Regions from separate parts of the Mus musculus genome. Here regions 2, 3, 4 and 5 are each linked to region 1. A link is a contact called in public HiCAR-type, capture Hi-C and promoter capture Hi-C data. All regions are on one chromosome and are shown on one strand. Each heading gives the region's core, a stretch centred on a gene start, on an enhancer-like site or on the middle of the called end of the contact. The rest is flanking DNA. Distances are from core to core; before and after follow the strand shown.

Region 1 (3,338 bases), core at 152-2,651:
TACCTGACTAACAAAGTCGCATTAGAGATACAGGAGCATCCTGCACTTGTAGGCTCCATCAGCCAAAAGACACCACCTCGATTACTTTCCACTGTTATCGACAACTGGATTTCCAGGTCGTGGGATTTTTGTCTTCTCCGAGTAGCTGACTTGGAGTTGTTAGTTGTTTTGTTTTATGTTTTTCTTCTTACTGCCTTGCTCCACACACAAGGCTGTGTCTGGTCATCCAAGGTGGAGGGAGTTGTGGCGCTCCCCAAAGTCACTAGAACTGGTGTGGAAAGGCTTCGTTTCTCACTAACACCCATCTTACTGTGGCAGGGAATGGAGGCTGGTCCACATCTGGGCTTCCTAACTTTTCCAAATACCAGCCTGCACACAACCTCAGGCAAGCCACCACGTAACCTCTCTTTCTGTGTCTTATAAAGATACCGCTAGGGTTGGAGAGATAGCTCAGCAGTTAAGAGCACTTGCTGTTCTTCAGAGTTCAGGAGCTCACAACGTCTCAAATTACAGTTTCAGGAGTTTGACACATTTGGGTCTCTTGGATCTTCCACAGACACATGTAAGCACACACACCCACATACACAATTAAAAATAAAAGCTCTTTTAAAAGGTGTGTGTGTGTAGATGTCTTAGTGGTTAAGAAAGCTGAGGACCCAGGTTCAAATCCTAGCACCCCGCAGGGCGGCTCACGATCATCCAGCTGGAGGAGATCTCACTGATCTCTTCTGGCCTCCCTGAACACCAGGCTTGTTCGAAGTACACTCATGTATGCACGCCAAATATCCACATACATAAAAGAAGCCTTTAAAAAAAAAAAAAGCAAAATCCCAGCACTTGGGAGGCAGAAGGCGGATTTCTGAGTTCAAGGCCAGCAGCCTGGTCTACAGAGTGAGTTCCAGGACAGCCACGGCTACACAGAGAAACCCTGCCTCGAAAAACCAAAAAACAAAAAAACCAAAAACATAAACTTCCAAAATTTATACCATAAAGTACTATTGGCCTCCTGGCCTCGTGTTTCTTCACAGCCCAAATTTCAACAGAGGCAGAGGTCTACTGCAGGCTGGACTCTGCAAGGGGATCCTGGGGACGCCGCAGGACTCGCCAGGTCCTGGCCCACGCCCACTCCGGCCTTGTATGGCACGCTCACTCCTCCTGCCTTCAGCCTTGCCTTCTCTGTCCTCTGCGTGGGTACAGCGGCACCCTCCGTCGGCGCCCAGATGCACGCCACGCATGGGAACAGCCTTACCTGCACAGATGGTCCTCTCAGCTACGACACTTCTGGGCTGGAGCACCCAGGGGCGTGCAAAGATCCGGAAAGACCCTCATGTTGTGTTGTCGCACCCCATAGGACTAAAGCGGCCGGTTCTTTCTTCTCATTGAATTAGGCTTCTGCCTGTCCATGTCAGTAGGGGCGGTCTTTACGGAGGGCGGGACTTAGGATTTCCGCCTTGTCCTGGTCGAGCGTGCCCGGGCTTGGCACGCTTAGGGGCGGGGTCTGATGCGCTTTGGGGCGGGGCTAGAGATTGCTACCGCCTCCTCAGAGTCCCTGGTACTCTCTTGACAGTGAGTCTTCCTTCTTACTGCGGATCATATCCCGAGAAATTTCTCTCGGCTTGGAGCTGGTACACAGGCCCGAGTTAACACTGATATGTGAGAGAGGGAAGATGATTGTTTTGTGGAAAGAGCAAAGGAGACTCTGAGGAGGAAAGCGAAAAAGACTTTGGGACGCAGTTGCCGGTGCCGGGAGGCTCCTTGAATCTAGGTCAGGTTGTTTCCTCCTTGCTATGTGACCTAAGGTGTGCTTATCACTTCTCTGGGCCTTAATTTCTTCCACTGTAACAAGAAAGTTGAACAAATATTGTCAATGATCTCCAGCCCAAAGTTTGTACAGGTAATATTTCTAGAATGGTACACGTGTGCCTTGGTCAGAAAACCACCCCAGAGTACCACTGCAAAGAAGACGGAGTTTGTAACAGGTCAGAAGTGATAGTAGTGAGAGCAGAATGGGTTCAAATAGGTCAGGCTAAGTGGGGACCACCAACAGCCTTGATCTTAATTGCATTTGGAGAACAGAATCCCTTCCTGAGATTCATTGTGTGCGGTGCTCGCCCAGGCTCCTGATGCTGGACCGCTAGAAGCTAGCTATTAGTGATCATAGATGTGGGCCTATGAAAACACTTCAGCCTGTAGCAAGTTTACAGACGTGTGCAGGGATATGCAGAGTGCTAGGTTCTGAGGGAAACGAGAGAAGTGAGCACTACTGCTTCCCGGAGCTTGAACTGCCAGAAAAGGACAAAGCAGACTTCAAAGAAGATGTGGCTGGAAGCCTGTTTCAGCTACTGGTTGGACTGGCTGTGAGGACCTTGGAATCTTTAGCAAAGTGGTTGAGGCTGGAGAACAGCCTCAGAGGCATGGAAAACCATGGGACCTCAGAGACTGGAGCCTTGTTGGGTAAAGCTGTGGGCAGATGGGAGACATAACAATAGGAGAATCTCTGACCTGAATTCTGGGAGGAGGAAGGCAGGATTTGTAAACTGAAGCCTTGAGGACCCTGGAGGACTGAGGAGGAGGGGGGAGGAGGAGGCGGCCATGGGAGGCTTGTGAAGGATTGGCAAACAGGCAGCTGACTGACCCCATTGACAGGATTCACTGAATTCCCACCATGGGAACTGGGTGGACACCAGTTTTGCCTTGGAAACCTGTAATATACACTCACTTCACAAAGGAACCATGGTCAGAAGCAAGTCAAGCGGCATGGCCCGACTCTGTTTTCTCTCAGGTAAAGTGAGGGTAGAAAGTAATGCTGAAAAAGGAAGTCCTGAAGAGTAAAGGCTATGTATGACCCCAAATCAGGTGCTTGGCTTATGGCTTCCAGTGACTAAGCAGCCAGAGTTACAAATTTAACTCGGTGTCTAGATAGTGTATAATATCCAGAGGTGAAAGGAAGCCACACACACACACCACCACCACCACCACCACCACCAATTCAAAATAAAATGAAAAACAAAACAGCACTTGGAAGGCAGAGGCAGGTGGATTTCTGAGTTCAAGGCCAGCCTGGTCTACAAAGTGAGTTCCAGGACAGCCAGGGCTATAGGGCTGTACAGAGAAACCCTGTCTCCAAAAATAAATAAATAAATAAATAAACCAAAACAAAAACGAAAACCAAAGCTTGCATCCAGGTCTTGGAGAGTTGGCTCAGTATTTAAGAGCACTGGCTACTCTTCCAGATGACTGAAGTCTCAGGACCCACATGGCAGCTCAAAGTATGACAGGTCAGGCAGAAATGAAAATAAAGTTTCTCTTTAGAGAAACTTGTGTCTCTCCTATCAAAC
Region 2 (3,612 bases), core at 625-3,124, 1.5 Mb after region 1:
ATTGTTCTAATCTAAGGACATGGATCGGGTGACTATATACTCACTCTGTATCTAGTTTCTTTGGGCTGGCAATTGTCTCTGCACTGCTGCTAAGCTCGTTGAGGACAATCAGTGGATAGATGATATTCTTCTCCACAAAAAGAAGCCACACATGAAGTTTTTCGAACCACATCATAGTGGCTGCATCTGAGAGGCAACAAGTCCAGAGATCACAATGCATACAGTGCTCAAGGCAGTCGGGCATACGGTAAGCAGAAAGGATGGCCTTAGGACTCAAGTTTAGCTCAATGCTATGAGTACAAAACCATACGAAGCCCGTACTTCAATGTCTACTTTTATGTGATCGACCGCATGCATGCAGGCATACACACGTGTACACACACACACACATTCAGGTGCACACACACGCATATGCACACGCATACGCAAATACACAGTTTCTGACCTAGACATAACTCATACTTGGCTAACTTTACTTTTATAAGCTGTTGTGTAAAGCTACGTGTCACCCCGGGGCCTTAGCACATAGGAGCCAACTGTTCACCATGCACCCGCATCTCCAGCATTTCATTTCTTGAGATCTTATTTTTCACTATAATTTTTCTCATTTTCTACATTTGTATATAGGAAAAGTTGCTAAAGGTTCTCGGGCTGTACTCAATCCTAGATAAGTAAGCGCTACTAAAGCACCTGACTTCTCAATAGGAAAGTCTATGCTCTAGATGCACACACTCATAGTTTACAGTCACCCAGCTTATAAGGCGTTTCTTCACTAGTGGCATATGGTGGTTAAGGTGGTAAGCTCTTTGGCTCTCTAAAAGCACTACGCCAGGCTGCTAGGCAGTCTTTACATTTCTAATATCAGTACAAAGAAAAAACCAAAACACCCCCCAAAACAAAACAAAACCAGTTTAGTTCTATAGTTCAGTATTTTCAAGAAGTCAAAAATGTTATGGCAATTCAAAATCTGTAAACATTTTAGACTGATTAAAGCAACCAATAAAACTATTGATTTTAAAAATGAACTATTTGGTATATTTATATATAAAAGTGGGAAATGCTTCATCATAGAAAAGCAAACCAGAGCCTGTCTCTGTGGGCTACGTTTCCGGTGCAGAGGCTGGCAGCACCAGCCTCACAGTCTCCTTTAGTTTCCCTTACTAAAAGGTCTCCAGAGCATCGTCCCACTCTCTGCTCATTAGTATTCGGTGGCCTCTCCAGCGTCCAGGCTGTGGGCAGCACCAGGACCACACGGCTTCAGTCAGGTTCATTAAGAGGCCCATTGTGAGAACAGAAAGTCAACTCTGCTACAGCTTCAAAGGCTTCAATGTTCTTCAAAAATATCAACTCATACTCAAATGACTGGCTGAGTCACCCTCTTCACAGTACTTCACTCAAGTCCAAGGAGGAAAGCTTGCTACATTCAGTCACTTGTGTGTAGCACAGCCCGTCACAGGACCAACGGACAAGGAAGAGTGAGTCAGAGTTTACAGTGGAGGGAGAAGCTGGCTGAATGGACAGGCCTTCCTCTCTTCTCCAGTCACTTCACTGCTTACCCAGATCTGAGCAGAAATTACAGAAAGGACTGTCACTACTGTTCTTAAGTAAGACAGTGTTTCTTGTGGCATAAGGGACAAAGGCCTTCCTTCCTTCCTTATGCTTAAATTAAAACCTTTCAAATGGAGGACTGGATGGGGACTGAGCTGCTTGTATACTGATTAGGGAGAAGATGGATCGGGGACGTTAGAGAAGTCACACGCCAGACACACTAGGGACAGGTGTGAGAGGTAGAGCAGGAAGTGTAGGTCTACTCTCGGAAGACGGCCTGGGAGCACAGCTGCTGCTCTTTTAGCAGAAGACAGTGCCCTGCAGGCGACACTTCACCGGAAGCTTCAAACCCACTGCAAGAAGCCAGAGCTAAAGCGTGACTCAATGCTGTCTGCTTAACTCACCACGGGCATACCAGAGTGGGCAGAGCCCGAGGGCGGCAGAGACATACTCACTTCGGACTTCATACTGACTGTGCTCGGCTGTCCTCAGCAGAGGCCGGGAGAAGCAGTGCCAGGGGAGCTGCTTCCTCACCTGAGGCAGCACATAATGGGTTACAAGCCCCACAACACCAACCAGCGCGTACAGCACGTACTTGAGAGCAGGCTGAAAGACAGACAGAGTTCAGGGCGAGAGGAGGTGAGGAGCCCTCGCTGGCTTCATGACCAGCTTCCACTTTTTTTGGTTTCAGTTTTCATCCAATAATGAGGAACAGTAAAGTTAATCTTAGAATCAAACAAAACAAAATTTGTTTCTGTATTTGTAGGGTTTTGTTTTTGTTTTTTTTTCCTGCCTAAATAAGCCACCACTGTTAACTGACTGCCCTTACACATATCTGAAGCATGGTAACTACTTTGGTGTCTGACACTACATTCAATGAAAGTAGCTAGAATTGTTGCTTCCTGCTCCAAGAATGTTCTCCATCACTGTCTGAGCTAGTGAAGGTAAAGGCCATGAGCTAGGTCCTGGAGGAAGAGCAGGATGAGGAGCACGTCTTTGTACGCTGTGCTGTGAGAGGCAGGTCCCTGCACGATCAGATTCACAGCAGGAGGAATCAACACCATTTCTTCTGATATTAACACCAAGAGCCATATACATCTAAAACTCTAGGCCCACTGAGACATGAACGAGTGTCCAGCTGTACCCTGAGGAACACTGGCCCTTATCTCACTTTAAGTGTTCAGGAATGCAAGTTGAAATTGGAAAGAAGAAAAACAAGCAAACATGCTTAACAATATTAAATAATCGAGTGAGCCTTTGCTTCTGGCTCAGTGGAGTAACAGAGACTTACCCTCCCGTAGGAAAGAACCAAAATCAAATACAACCCGCGACCCAGTGGTTTGTATTAGGCAAGATTTACAGAAATAAGCCTATGCCCAGAAGTAAGGAACCAAGGAGGGGATTGTGCTGGCCCTGCTCACAGCTCCAAGAGAGGGCTAGGAACTGGGAGGACAGGGAAACCACAGGGGAGACCCTTGAGATCTGTAGGCGGTCTGAGGAGCAAAGAACCACAGGAGGACAACAAAGCACACAACACAAGGCCTCACAGGGCCGGGAGAGCGCCTTCCCCACAAGCTAGCCTGGGGAAGCTCAAGGTCACATACACCAAGCAGAGGCCTAAGGGTGCCCATCCCTACTTATTTACAAGGAGATCCAAATGTGGTCTAGCTAAACTTGGCCCCGTTCCACCTCATAAACTGCTTTAACCAAAACCAAGACCTGAGGGGATCAAGATATTAAGAGATTAAGACTATCTAGGGACCATGTTCAAGTACTTCTGGAAATACAGAACTTAATACCTAAAAGGGCAAATTTCCACTGTTGGCATCCACTTAAAAATTTTCCATAGGGTTCTCTGAATGCATTCAAGACCATAGCGGGATGTGCTGAACTGATGTCCAGTACTGTTAGCCTGGCTAACAACCCAAGTCTGGGCTGAGGTAGTAGACCCATGCAGGAGATGTGTTTCTGTGGTTAACTACACTGACTGCCTTCTAAATACCTCTCTGCTCACACCTTAGACAGAGCCTGAAGCAGGGAAGCCTATTCTTACAATGAACAGAG
Region 3 (3,645 bases), core at 430-2,929, 1.7 Mb after region 1:
TGTGCTTGAGTGCTTTGCCTGTGTGCGCGCCATGTGCATTCCTAGTGCCCATAGAGACCAGTCAAGTATGTCATTTCCCCTGAAGTTACAGGAGGTGCCATAGTGGGGGATGGGAACGGAATCTGGGTCCTCTGGAGAAGTCAATGCTCTCAACCACCAAGCCATCTATCTCTACAGCCCCTCCAGGGTGTGTGTGTGTGTGTTATCTACTTTGTAAGACTCCTTTCTCACACACATGAAAATTTTATTAAATAAAATATTTGTTTAAACACTATTTTCCCTTTCCCATCCTCTTGTAGGCAGAGTGGCTTCTATCAAGAGAATCTATCCAGACTCACGCATGTATTTCCCAGTTTACTGACCCTCCCAGGAATTGAACATGTTAGACCCTCCTATAAACTTGACTGCGTTAGGGGATTTACTTCCGGATCTCCGTCCCCAGGACTGTCTGGATGCTCCTTGAACAGTACCATCTCATCCCTTTCCCAAGACCTTAAATGTGCACAGTGTCTCCCTTTACAATGTAGTCACAGCCCCTTGCAAATCACTGGATGTCCAAAACTAAAACACAGGAGGCTTTTCCCTCCACGGTCTTCACTTCAAGGATAAACAGATGGCACCTGCCCAAGGTCATGTAGCTGCCTCGCTATTTTTTCAAATTGCTCCAGTTTGCCTAATATTAAACTTCAAATTAAAATGAAACAAAAATGGTCTGGTGGGGCACATTGGCACACGCCTGTAATCCCAAGACTTGGGCAGTTGAGGCAGCGAGATAATGAGAGGCCAGTATGGCCTACCCAGTAAGATCTTGCTTCAAAACCACAAATGAGCAAATAAACAATGAAGTACTGACTCTTGTTACACAAATCACATCAATGCCTGTCTTGGAAATACAGTTTGGTAGTTACCATGGCTGAAATATGGAAGCCATTGCTATGACAGGCTTAAAAACATGTAAAAGAGGTTAAGGTCCTTGGGGGTGGTGGCGGCAGGTAACAAAAAGACATAGCATAGGTCAGCCCTTGCCCAAGAATGGCAGGCAGCACCCGCCTTTACTCCTTTAGTCTTTGGAAACTGGGTATCCAGTCACCAGGGTCCTAGATATAGCCAGTTTCACAAGGCAAGCGCAAACTAGCTGGTTCCGCATGACTTCCCGAGCCTGCGGAAGCCCCACTAGGAGACCTCCCCTTTCGGAATTCTAATAACAATGGCCAGGAACTTCTTCTTACAAAGATGAACACAGTCTTCATTAAGGCCAGCAGAGCAATCGAAAGAGTTCTTCCATCGCTAGCCATAAGGTTCCGGGGTGTGAGTGTGTGCGTAGCGGCGACAGTGGACGTAAGCTGGTCCCCGTGGCCAAATAGGGGAACAGCAGATCCATCTGAACCGGGAATTGGCGCAGCCCGTAGGACCAAACGGCGCGGACAAAAGACAGAGGGCTCCGCAGCCCGCTCGGACTGTCCGAACGCACGCTGGGTCTCACCTTCGGGAGCCACCCAATGAGGTCTCAGCCACCCTCAGGAGACGGACAGCCGCGGCGGGCCAATGGGAGGATGGGTTGGCTGTGGAGGCGGGCCCATCCTGGAGGCCCCGCCCCCGGGTCCGCAGGGCTGGGGCGGAGCCAGGCTCGCGTCAGGTGGTCCCGGGCGTGCGGGAGGCGGGGCGCACGGGGCGGGGAGGGGAGGGAGCGGCCAGCGGGCGGCGGGCACGGGCGGCACGAGCAGGTGGGAGCCGCCGAGGGGCGAGGCCGCCCGCGGGGGCGCCAGGCGGCCGGGACTGCGCCGCGCCCCTGTCCGCGGTGCGCGCTCGCGGTGCGCACCGGGCGTCCTCGACTCTCGCGCGCCCAGCCTGCTCGGGCCCTACCTGCGGCGGCCGTCGGGGGCGCGGAGCCCCCAGCGCTGCCGAGCCGCATGAACAATAGGCGGCGGCGGCTCCCGCGGGCGGCCGCCCCGCACCCTATGGACCAGCCGCTCCATGGAGTCCTCCAGATCGCTTCTCGGCTGCCTGGCGAGTGCCACTGCCGCCCCGCCGGGGGACGATGCCACGGGCGCTGGGGCCGAAGAGGAGGAGGACGAGGAGGAGGCGGCGGCCGAGCTGGGATCTCACGCCGCGCTGCCCTACTGGACGGCTGTGTTCGAGTACGAGGCGGCGGGCGAGGACGAGCTGACCCTGCGGCTGGGCGATGTGGTAGAGGTGCTGTCCAAGGACTCGCAGGTGTCCGGCGATGAGGGCTGGTGGACCGGACAGCTGAACCAGCGGGTGGGCATCTTCCCCAGCAACTACGTGACCCCGCGTAGCGCCTTCTCCAGCCGCTGCCAGCCGGGCGCCGAGGACCCCAGCTGCTACCCGCCCATTCAGCGTAAGAAGGCGGGCACCGGTGCCCGGTGGGGACGGGGGGCTGAGGCCTAAGGATGGGCGAAGAGCAGTCCCGAGTGGGGAGCGACTGGCCCGGGCATGGGTGGGCACTTTGGCTGCAGGGGCTTTAGCTGGTGCTACCCAGAAGCTCCAGAGTCGCAGGCCCTGCCTGGAACACCGGGCTTCTTCACCGTCATCTGACTCGCTCAAGTAGCAACTCTTGAAACCCTAGCAGGAGTCTCCTTACGTCCCAACCCCTTACCCCCCCCCGCCCCCCCCGCCCCTTGTGCCCCTCCAGATCTGGAAGGGTTTTGGAGAGCAGGTGGTTACTGTCACCAGTAACCTTAGTTCCCTAATCAAGGACCCGGCGGACCTTTTCTGTTTCTTGTCTCCGCCTCTTAAAGGTATTTGTCTAGAGAGGAGTGGAGGTGCCTCCCGCCTGCCTGGGCAGGTTCACAAGTCCCGGAAGCGTGTGTGAACTCAGGAGTCAGGTGCCTTTGAAATCTCGTGTTGGTTTCTTGGGTTCTCGTACTGTATTTCAAAGTTGTACCCTGAGGAATCTTGCCGAATATTATGTTAGGAAAGGTGTGTACAAGGGGAGGGGGCAAAGTTATGAGTGGAGAAATAATTAGAGGGAGAAAGTATGTCTGTCCCTCGTGGGAGTTCAGGATCAGCAGGTACAGTGGCTAAGTCCTTGTCCCATACAGCCATACTGTTCACACAACACATTTTTTTTTTCCACCCTAGATCCTTGCCTATATTTGGCATTGGCCAAATCTCAGGGGCCAGGACCAGGGTTCCCTCCCAGGGCCTTTCTCCCTGTGTCCTGGTTTTCACCAATTTCCCAGGAACCGTTCCATGTTCCTAGCAAAACCCACCCACTCTCTCTCTCTCTCTCTCTCTCTCTCTCTCTCTTTCTTTCTTTCTTCCTTTCTTTCTCTTTCTTTCTTTCGAGTTAAATTGCCATTGTAATTTCTTAATCACTTGTATATTCTTGATTGGTTTAGAAGATGGCAGTCTCTCTAAGTGCAGTTTATAGCGTTTAAGAATTTCCATAATTCCAGTTAGAAGGCATTCTTACATATATGGTAGCAGTTTGTTCCTTGTCTTATGTACTTGATTTAAAAAAGAGAAGCCATTACAAAGGGCTAACTTTGAGTGTTTAGTTTTAAATTTTCATCTATGATAGTTATCTGTTACTTATTTTTACATGAACAATTATTTTAATGAATAATTACATTACTTTAAGATGATTTTGAAATAGAATGGCAGCTTCTTGTTTTCTTCTTT
Region 4 (3,230 bases), core at 465-2,964, 1.1 Mb after region 1:
TTTGGGTGGTCTTTCTGAACACTCTCCTCTAGCCCTCCCCCTCCCCCAATCACATTGTCCATGACAGCTCTGTCCTTCAAGCTGTCCCTCTTACCAAAGCTTCCCCCTAGTGTTTACAGGGGAAGCCTCTCCTCCCCTCTAAGGCCCCATCATGTTGTCTCTAAAACCACCCAGCCTCCATTAGGGCGAGTCCCTCCCCGGCTCCTCATAGAGCTCATGAATGGTGGCTGTGCAGCAGAGCCTTCCCAAAGCCAACCACCACCCGCTCGTTTCTAACAGGAGCCCCAGCCTCTGTGACCTCTAGAGCTGTCCTGAAATTGGACAGGAAGGTCTTTCTCTGTAATAAAATGCAAGTGGGGGACATCATCTGTCTGAGACAGCATCTCCCACAAGATGTCACTAACCCCCAATCCTCTAGTATTTAGGGACGGTCTCCATCAGCATTTCTGTCTCTCCACTACCCGCCATGACCGTCCAATGGCATTGATACTGTCCATTTAGGTTCCGCACGACCAGGCTGTGCAAGGGAGAATGTGGTTTCGCAGTGGTGCTTTCAATATGCTCCACATCATTAGCTAGTTTGCTGGAAGTGATTTGACCTCTCAAGGCCTCAGCTTCTATAAATGGGGACATTCGTAGTCCTCATCCTGTCACAGGGCTGCTGTGAGGACTCATTGGGATAATATATGTAAGTGGTTCTACCCTTAATACATATTTTATAGGATAATATTTTATGATGGCGAACTCAGAAATCATGTCGTTGTAGCAATAGTTGGGGAGATTGAGATGTTTTGTTCTGGTGACTAAACATTTAGAAGAACTGTTGTTTTCCAAGGTTTCAATGATTGTCACCTGGGGAGATAAAGTTGGCTGTGTGGATACAGTGTGAAGTAATGGGCTTGTTAAAAATTAAAGGGAAGGGAGTTTTCTCAAAATCAAAAGGACTTAAGAAAATAAATAGGGGCTGAGAAAATGGCTCAGTTGAATTCAGTCCCCAGAGTCCACGTGACAAAGCTCAGAGTTGTGGCCTGAGCTTATAAGGCCTAGGGAGGGGGAGACAGGTGGATCCTAGTGGGGGATGGGGAGGCTCACAGCCTGTTTTGTGACACAGCTCTAGAGCAGTAAGAGACCAGCATCAATCATCAATCAATCAATCAATCAATCAGTAAATAAGCAGTGGTTAGTACCTAAGGAATGACACCCAAGGTTAATATCCTGACCATCACCTCCATGCACATAGATATGTGTACACACCAACACACATTTGTACATATGTGAGTGTACACACACACACACACACACACACACACACACACACACACACACACACACACACAATCAGCAGGTATAACGCGCAGCCTCAGGCAGTGGTGAGCTTCTGTCACTGGACATATCCCACAGGTGGCCGGACATGGAACAGGTCAGTAAAGAGGTAACGAAATCAGACAGGGCAGAACTGAGTGACCGATCTTTTCCAGTCCTAATTCCGACTCATGATTCTAAGGGTTAGGAGAGTCAGGGTCCAGTAAAGATAAGAGAGGAAATGGTATCTCTGTCAACTGGCTTCAAGGCTAACCCTTGACCCCCAAGCTCAGAGACCACCCTAAATCCATCGACCTTGGAAACAGAAATCTAGTTGCTGTGCCTTTAAGTCACTGATATTTGCCTCCAGGGTGACAAAGGTCAGGGCTGGATTGTCTTTCACACTGAAATCATTAACTTGCAGTGAGCAAGGGGCCTATGCCCACACCCTCCCCCGACCCCAACAGTCCACCCTCACTACCTGTCCACCTAGCCTGGCTCCTGCAGCACCTGCTGTCTCATTTACAGCCCATGCTACATAGGCATAGCCTCGTTACTTTGAAATGTGCCTACAATGGGTTTATCTTTGCACCAACAAAGAGTTGGGTAAGCATATTTATGGTCTAAGATTGCAGCGGTTAAGCTTCTTTCTTAGAATACTCATAAGCGCTTTAGAAAAATTACCAGGTCAGTTACAAATCCATCCTACCTTTTCAGGGAGGCAAAAGACTGAAGGACCACCTCCCAGCAACTACTGGGAGAATCTAGTTTGCTATTTAAGTTGCCATGAAACTTCCTTAACCATATTTTCTCTGAGTCTTACACTCCCAGGAACTTAGGCCTGGGAAGGTCAGCGTGTGTATACCTGTGTTTCATGTGATGGCTTGGGACAGGAAATAACTTCCTTGGGTTTGTTAGTGTGATCCAGGGTACATGGAATCAGATTTATTCTTTTTTTTTTTTTTTTTTTTTTTCAAGACAGGGTTTCTCGGAATAGCCCTGGCTGTCCTGGAACTCACTTTGTAGACCAGGCTGGCCTCGAACTCAGAGATCCTCCTGCCTCTGCCTCCCGAGTACTGGGATCAAAAGCGTGCACCACCACCCACCACGCCCGGCTCAGATTTATTCTTGACACATAGGTTCCTTGGATGTGTGTGATGAGCTGAGAGTCCTTACAGCACATTCCTCCTGAGCCACTTATGTTTGTAAAGGAAGTCTGATTGTATTCCTCTTGTCACTGTGGGGTTCCCTTCTTGGATGTTGAATTGGGAAATAGAGACCCTCGGTATGCTAACAAGGTCTCAGCTGCATGGAAAGATGCGCCCACTGAAAGCAGAGTCACCAGTAGGATGTGTGGGTACGCTTATCTACAGATGCTCAGAGTTGCTGGGGGTCACCTGGGTTGAAGATGGGTCATGAGAAGACCACACTGAAGGGAAAGATGAGCTGTGAATGGTTAGAGGCAGGGCTGTGAGGGCTGGCTGAGGTGCCGAAGAGACACAATGATACAGGTTCACTGAGAGTAATGGAAGGAAACCCGGAGAGGTGCCTGTTCATAGGATTGGAAGCTAGGGTGATAAAGGGGTAATGGGAGAAGGGGAAGGTGAGAGGTTCGTTTGGCTCTGTGCTGACTCACATACACAAAGGCAAGACGGGCAGTGTCTGAAATGAAAGGATGTGGATCCGGAAGGGCGGAGTCCAGGAAGAACAGTGCAGAGGGAAGGGCCACAAAGGACCAGTGTTGTAGGGATGATAATCATCTCAGTAAAGACAGCCAGTGCCTTAGCTTAGCATCTCTGAGCCAAACTTTGTGTAGAGGATACAGAGGATAAACAGTGTCTTCCCCGCTTCTCCTCTCTGGCCAGAGGCAGAGGAAATGGGCTTATTGTACAGAGGGAATATTTGGGCAAAGGTTTCTAGATGTAGGC
Region 5 (3,378 bases), core at 307-2,806, 1.9 Mb after region 1:
TGTTTTCTCTGGATGTGGTGGCCCACACCTTTAATACCAGCACTTGAGAGGCGGAGGCAAGTAGATCTCTGTGAGTTCAAGGCCAGCTTGGTAGCCTAGTCAGCAAACCAAGTTCCAGGACAGCTAAAAAATCTTGTCTTGAAAACCAACGTGTGTGTGTGTGTGTGTGTGTGTGTGTGTGTGTGTGTGTGTGTGATGTATTTATTATGCTGAGAATTTAAAATGTGGAATTCTTTGATCTGTGAGTCGAAAAGTCCCAGTTAAATTAATGGTTCTCCTGCCTTGTTTGTGGATTCTGGTTACATGCTGGGGGAGCCTAGGTAGTCCTTAGTTTTGTGAATTTAGGTTCCTTCCTTCAGGTTTTGGGGTTCTCCTCTCAGTTTCTGTATCTTGTTTGTAAGCATCTCCATCATTTTGCTTTTAGAAAACCACACTAGAGACAGAACGTTCTGTTGTGGGTTTCTATGGCTTCCTCACATCACAGAATTGTTCCCTGCCTTCAAGTGTTTAGACACTACTCAAGGAATTCCTCTTCTCTCTCTCTCTCTCTCTTTTTTGTTGTTGTTTTTTCGTTCCTTTTCTCTCATTTAAAAATTTTATTTATTGATTTATTTATTTATTGATTTATTTATTTATTTATTTATTTATTTATTTATTTATTTATTTATTTATTTATTTTGAGACAGGGTTTCTCTGTATAGCCCTGGCTGTCCTGGAACTCACTTTGTAGACCAGGCTGGGATTAAAGGCATGCGCCACCACGCCCAGTTCCTTTTCTCTTTTTAATCTTGTTAATAATTCACCCCTGAATTCCCTTCCTATCTCTTGAAATTTAGTCATAAAATGCTACAGGTTTTTAACTGGTTTAGGTTTTTAGTTGGTTCAATAACAGGAATAACAAAGTCTCTTGATTTTCTCTGCTTGAGATAAGGTGAAAAACGGAGCTCCTAAGTCTAACAGTTTGTTTTTATACTCATGAGGTTTTTAAAAATACTGTCTCTGTGTGTAGTCCAGGCTGGCCCCAAATTTGTTATGCACTTGGCTCTGCCTCCTGAGAGATGGGATTACAAGTGAAAGCCTTGGTTTAGAGAATTTTAGAATGTTAGTAGTGAGCACGAGGCAGCGCTCTGTTTAACCTCTTTACTTGTAAATGAAATTACTTTCCCCACTGTTTGGGCCTAACGCTTTGCTTATTTTTTGTTTGTTTGTTTTGTTCTGGCTCTGTTACTACAACCTCTGCCAGCTGCAGTTTGGCATCTAAGCGAGGGGGTCATTCTTTATCTTCTTACTCCACAGGTCTACAGGCCCCGCCTTCCCTGCGCCATCCTTCTGCGTGTCCCAATCCCCTCCCCTCCCCGCCGCCACCCTGTGACACGCCTTCTTCTTTCCCGCCCGTGTCCAACGACCAAAGCTCAACCCGGCTCCACCCACTTTAGGTCTCATCCCCGCCCCCAAACACTTTTTTTTTTTCCTGCCGCCGCGCTCCGCGTGAATACTTTTGACCTCCCCGCTAACCGTACGGCCGGCAGCCTCCGCTTCCGTCGCGGTAGTCATCGCCTTTACTGTGCGCCGGAAGGAGGCTCTTATAGCGCTTTTGGAATTATGGCGGCGGTGGATATCCGAGGTAATTAATTTTATGCTCCCCTTACCAGATTGTGGTTTACTGGGGTTTCATAGCTTGCGGAAGTCAGCGTTACCCTCTTTTGTGAGGTCTCTCAAGTTCTTCTGAGTGGCTCCTGGATACCCTAAGGCTCTAATCTAACGAAAAGGGGTCGCGCTTTCCCGTTTTCTGACGAGTCTCTTTAAAAGGGTAGATGCGGAAAAACTAGAAACAATTTAGGGGTTTCTCTCACAATGCTGGGCGTTATGTCGGGGCGAAGGGATAGCTTTTCGGAAGAGAGAAGTGGAATAAGATAAGGGCTGATCCCACCTTATGGGTCCCCGGACAGAAATCCCCGTCTTCTTATTAATAATTTTAAATTTTAGCCTATAATACCTTTCACTTATCATTCATTCAGTGGTTGCCTTCGGCAAGCTGAGCAGTAGAGGTATATTTTCATTGAGTAAGAATAAATAAATGAATGGAGACTCAACCTCTTACTAGCTTCTTGGTCGGGTAGCATTTTGTTTAGCAGTTTGTTTTTGCTTGTGTATATTTCATTCTTCCTCTTGGCAATTTCATACATGTACATAGTGGATTGCTTATTACTTAGATTTGTTAGCGTAATTGTAATGTGTCTGGTGTTTAGAGGAATGGCAGAGAAGCTGGCATAGGGAGGAGATGTAGAAGAGAAGATCTGGAAAGATAAATGTGAGAGAACAGTCAACAGGGACGGCATATTCTGACTTTGTCTTTTTTTTTTTTCATTTACGCATTTCTTTACTAGATCATTTTAGCTGCTGACAGTAGTGTAAAAGTCAGGGATAGAATTAGAAACAAAAAAAGGAAAACAAAACGAAACCAGGGCTTTTCTGGGATGGACAGAAATTAGAGGTAGCTTGGAAGAGTGATGACTGCATTAGTGAGAAGGTTAAATCTGCTTGGTTTTTGGTATATTCTGTTTATGAAGTGATCACAACTTACCTTTTATTTTCAGACTTGACTTTTCATTTCAGTTTTTGTAGATGAATGTCCATGGATACATGAGGCTGTTTAAATTGATTGAGATCTGTGAATAATAAAGTAAGTCATACTTGCCTTGACCTTCAGGCATGGATTGGAAGCATTTAGTGATTATTATGCTCATTCCTGATGAATAAAAACTCACAATTTAGTGGGAGCAGATTATCTGTGATTCTGGTTATGGAATAAGAATTAGTAATAAGGGGGCTAGAGAGATGGCTTAGCGGGTTAAGAGTACTGATTGCTCTTCAGAGATCCTGAGTTCAAATTCCACCAACCACATGGTGGCTCACAACCATCTGTAATGGGATCTGATGCCCTTTTCTGGTCTGTCTGAAGATAGCCACAGTGTACTTGCAATTATAAAATAAATTAATTTAAAAAAAGAATTAGTAATAAAAGTATATAAATTTGCCATGAGAACAGAGAAAATGCCACCATTACTACTGTAACAGTTATTGGGTTACAGTGTGCCAAGCATTTAATGTGCATAATATTGTATGTATAATTATAGATCTTACCTACCTACCAATGGTTAGTTAATAGATATGGACATGAAATGGTTATGCCTGGTAATGGCAGAAAGATAAAACTTTTTTAAGGAAAAAGTTATCGTTTCCTAAAGCAGCTAAAAGAAATGTACATTTTATGGTAAATGGAATTGTTAGTAGGATTAGGAAATTTAAATCATAGTCGTGGTTTTCCCTGTGTTGCTCTTCATTAGCAAAGATGCCTTTTTCCAAAAACATTATTTC

What was found. Promoter capture Hi-C pulls out the DNA fragments that hold promoters and counts their contacts. HiCAR-type assays count read pairs that join an accessible place to other places. Capture Hi-C pulls out chosen DNA fragments and counts their contacts.
Region 2: a contact with region 1 is called in a HiCAR-type map of astrocytes, with 5 times the contacts expected there. The contact joins the enhancer-like site here to the promoter of Dcaf4 in region 1. A contact is called at or near these places in 6 of 39 promoter capture datasets (the 3T3-L1 cell line, the SN4741 cell line, cranial neural crest and 3 more) and 2 of 115 datasets of contacts at active chromatin or transcription factors (astrocytes and stem cell-derived neural progenitor cells).
Region 3: a capture Hi-C map of embryonic stem cells shows a contact between it and region 1, with 6 times the contacts expected there. The contact joins the promoter of Map3k9 here to the promoter of Dcaf4 in region 1. A contact is called at or near these places in 3 of 39 promoter capture datasets (embryonic stem cells, hippocampal neurons and pre-B cells), 2 of 484 Hi-C or Micro-C datasets (B cells and CD4 T cells), 3 of 115 datasets of contacts at active chromatin or transcription factors (astrocytes, embryonic stem cells and forebrain) and 2 of 9 other capture datasets (embryonic stem cells and liver).
Region 4: a promoter capture Hi-C map of liver shows a contact between it and region 1, with 2.7 times the contacts expected there. The contact joins the enhancer-like site here to the promoter of Dcaf4 in region 1. A contact is called at or near these places in 4 of 39 promoter capture datasets (the 3T3-L1 cell line, hippocampal neurons and liver) and 1 of 115 datasets of contacts at active chromatin or transcription factors (stem cell-derived neural progenitor cells).
Region 5: a contact with region 1 is called in a promoter capture Hi-C map of liver, with 5 times the contacts expected there. The contact joins the promoter of Med6 here to the promoter of Dcaf4 in region 1. A contact is called at or near these places in 1 of 39 promoter capture datasets (liver), 1 of 115 datasets of contacts at active chromatin or transcription factors (embryonic stem cells) and 1 of 9 other capture datasets (liver).

What each region holds. Positions count from the first base shown.
Region 1 is chr12:83,518,529-83,521,866 of GRCm38.p6, reverse strand. It overlaps Dcaf4 (DDB1 and CUL4 associated factor 4), which reads right to left and starts at 1,401. Exons shown (of 14, transcript NM_030246.2): 1 at 1,250-1,401.
Region 2 is chr12:81,969,788-81,973,399 of GRCm38.p6, reverse strand. It overlaps Pcnx (pecanex homolog), which reads right to left. Exons shown (of 36, transcript NM_018814.3): 20 at 2,004-2,154; 21 at 45-186. Among named protein-coding and RNA genes, the nearest start is that of Gm30799, 98 kb to the left of the region's middle. Within about 2 kb of position 1,874, at least 182 of the 459 cell types and tissues checked have an H3K27ac peak or open chromatin away from gene starts, as enhancers often do. A contact at or near this core is called in the SN4741 cell line, astrocytes and stem cell-derived neural progenitor cells, where this site is marked.
Region 3 is chr12:81,779,204-81,782,848 of GRCm38.p6, reverse strand. Map3k9 (mitogen-activated protein kinase kinase kinase 9) reads left to right here and starts at 1,679. Exons shown (of 11, transcript NM_001174107.1): 1 at 1,679-2,359. The coding sequence starts at 1,975. Gm46366 (a long non-coding RNA gene) reads left to right here. Exons shown (of 3, transcript XR_001780649.2): 3 at 300-829.
Region 4 is chr12:82,454,410-82,457,639 of GRCm38.p6, reverse strand. No RefSeq gene overlaps it. Among named protein-coding and RNA genes, the nearest start is that of Gm51987, 9.6 kb to the right of the region's middle. Within about 2 kb of position 1,714, at least 18 of the 459 cell types and tissues checked have an H3K27ac peak or open chromatin away from gene starts, as enhancers often do. A contact at or near this core is called in liver, where this site is marked.
Region 5 is chr12:81,593,186-81,596,563 of GRCm38.p6, reverse strand. Med6 (mediator complex subunit 6) reads left to right here and starts at 1,556. Exons shown (of 8, transcript NM_001347384.1): 1 at 1,556-1,624. The coding sequence starts at 1,603.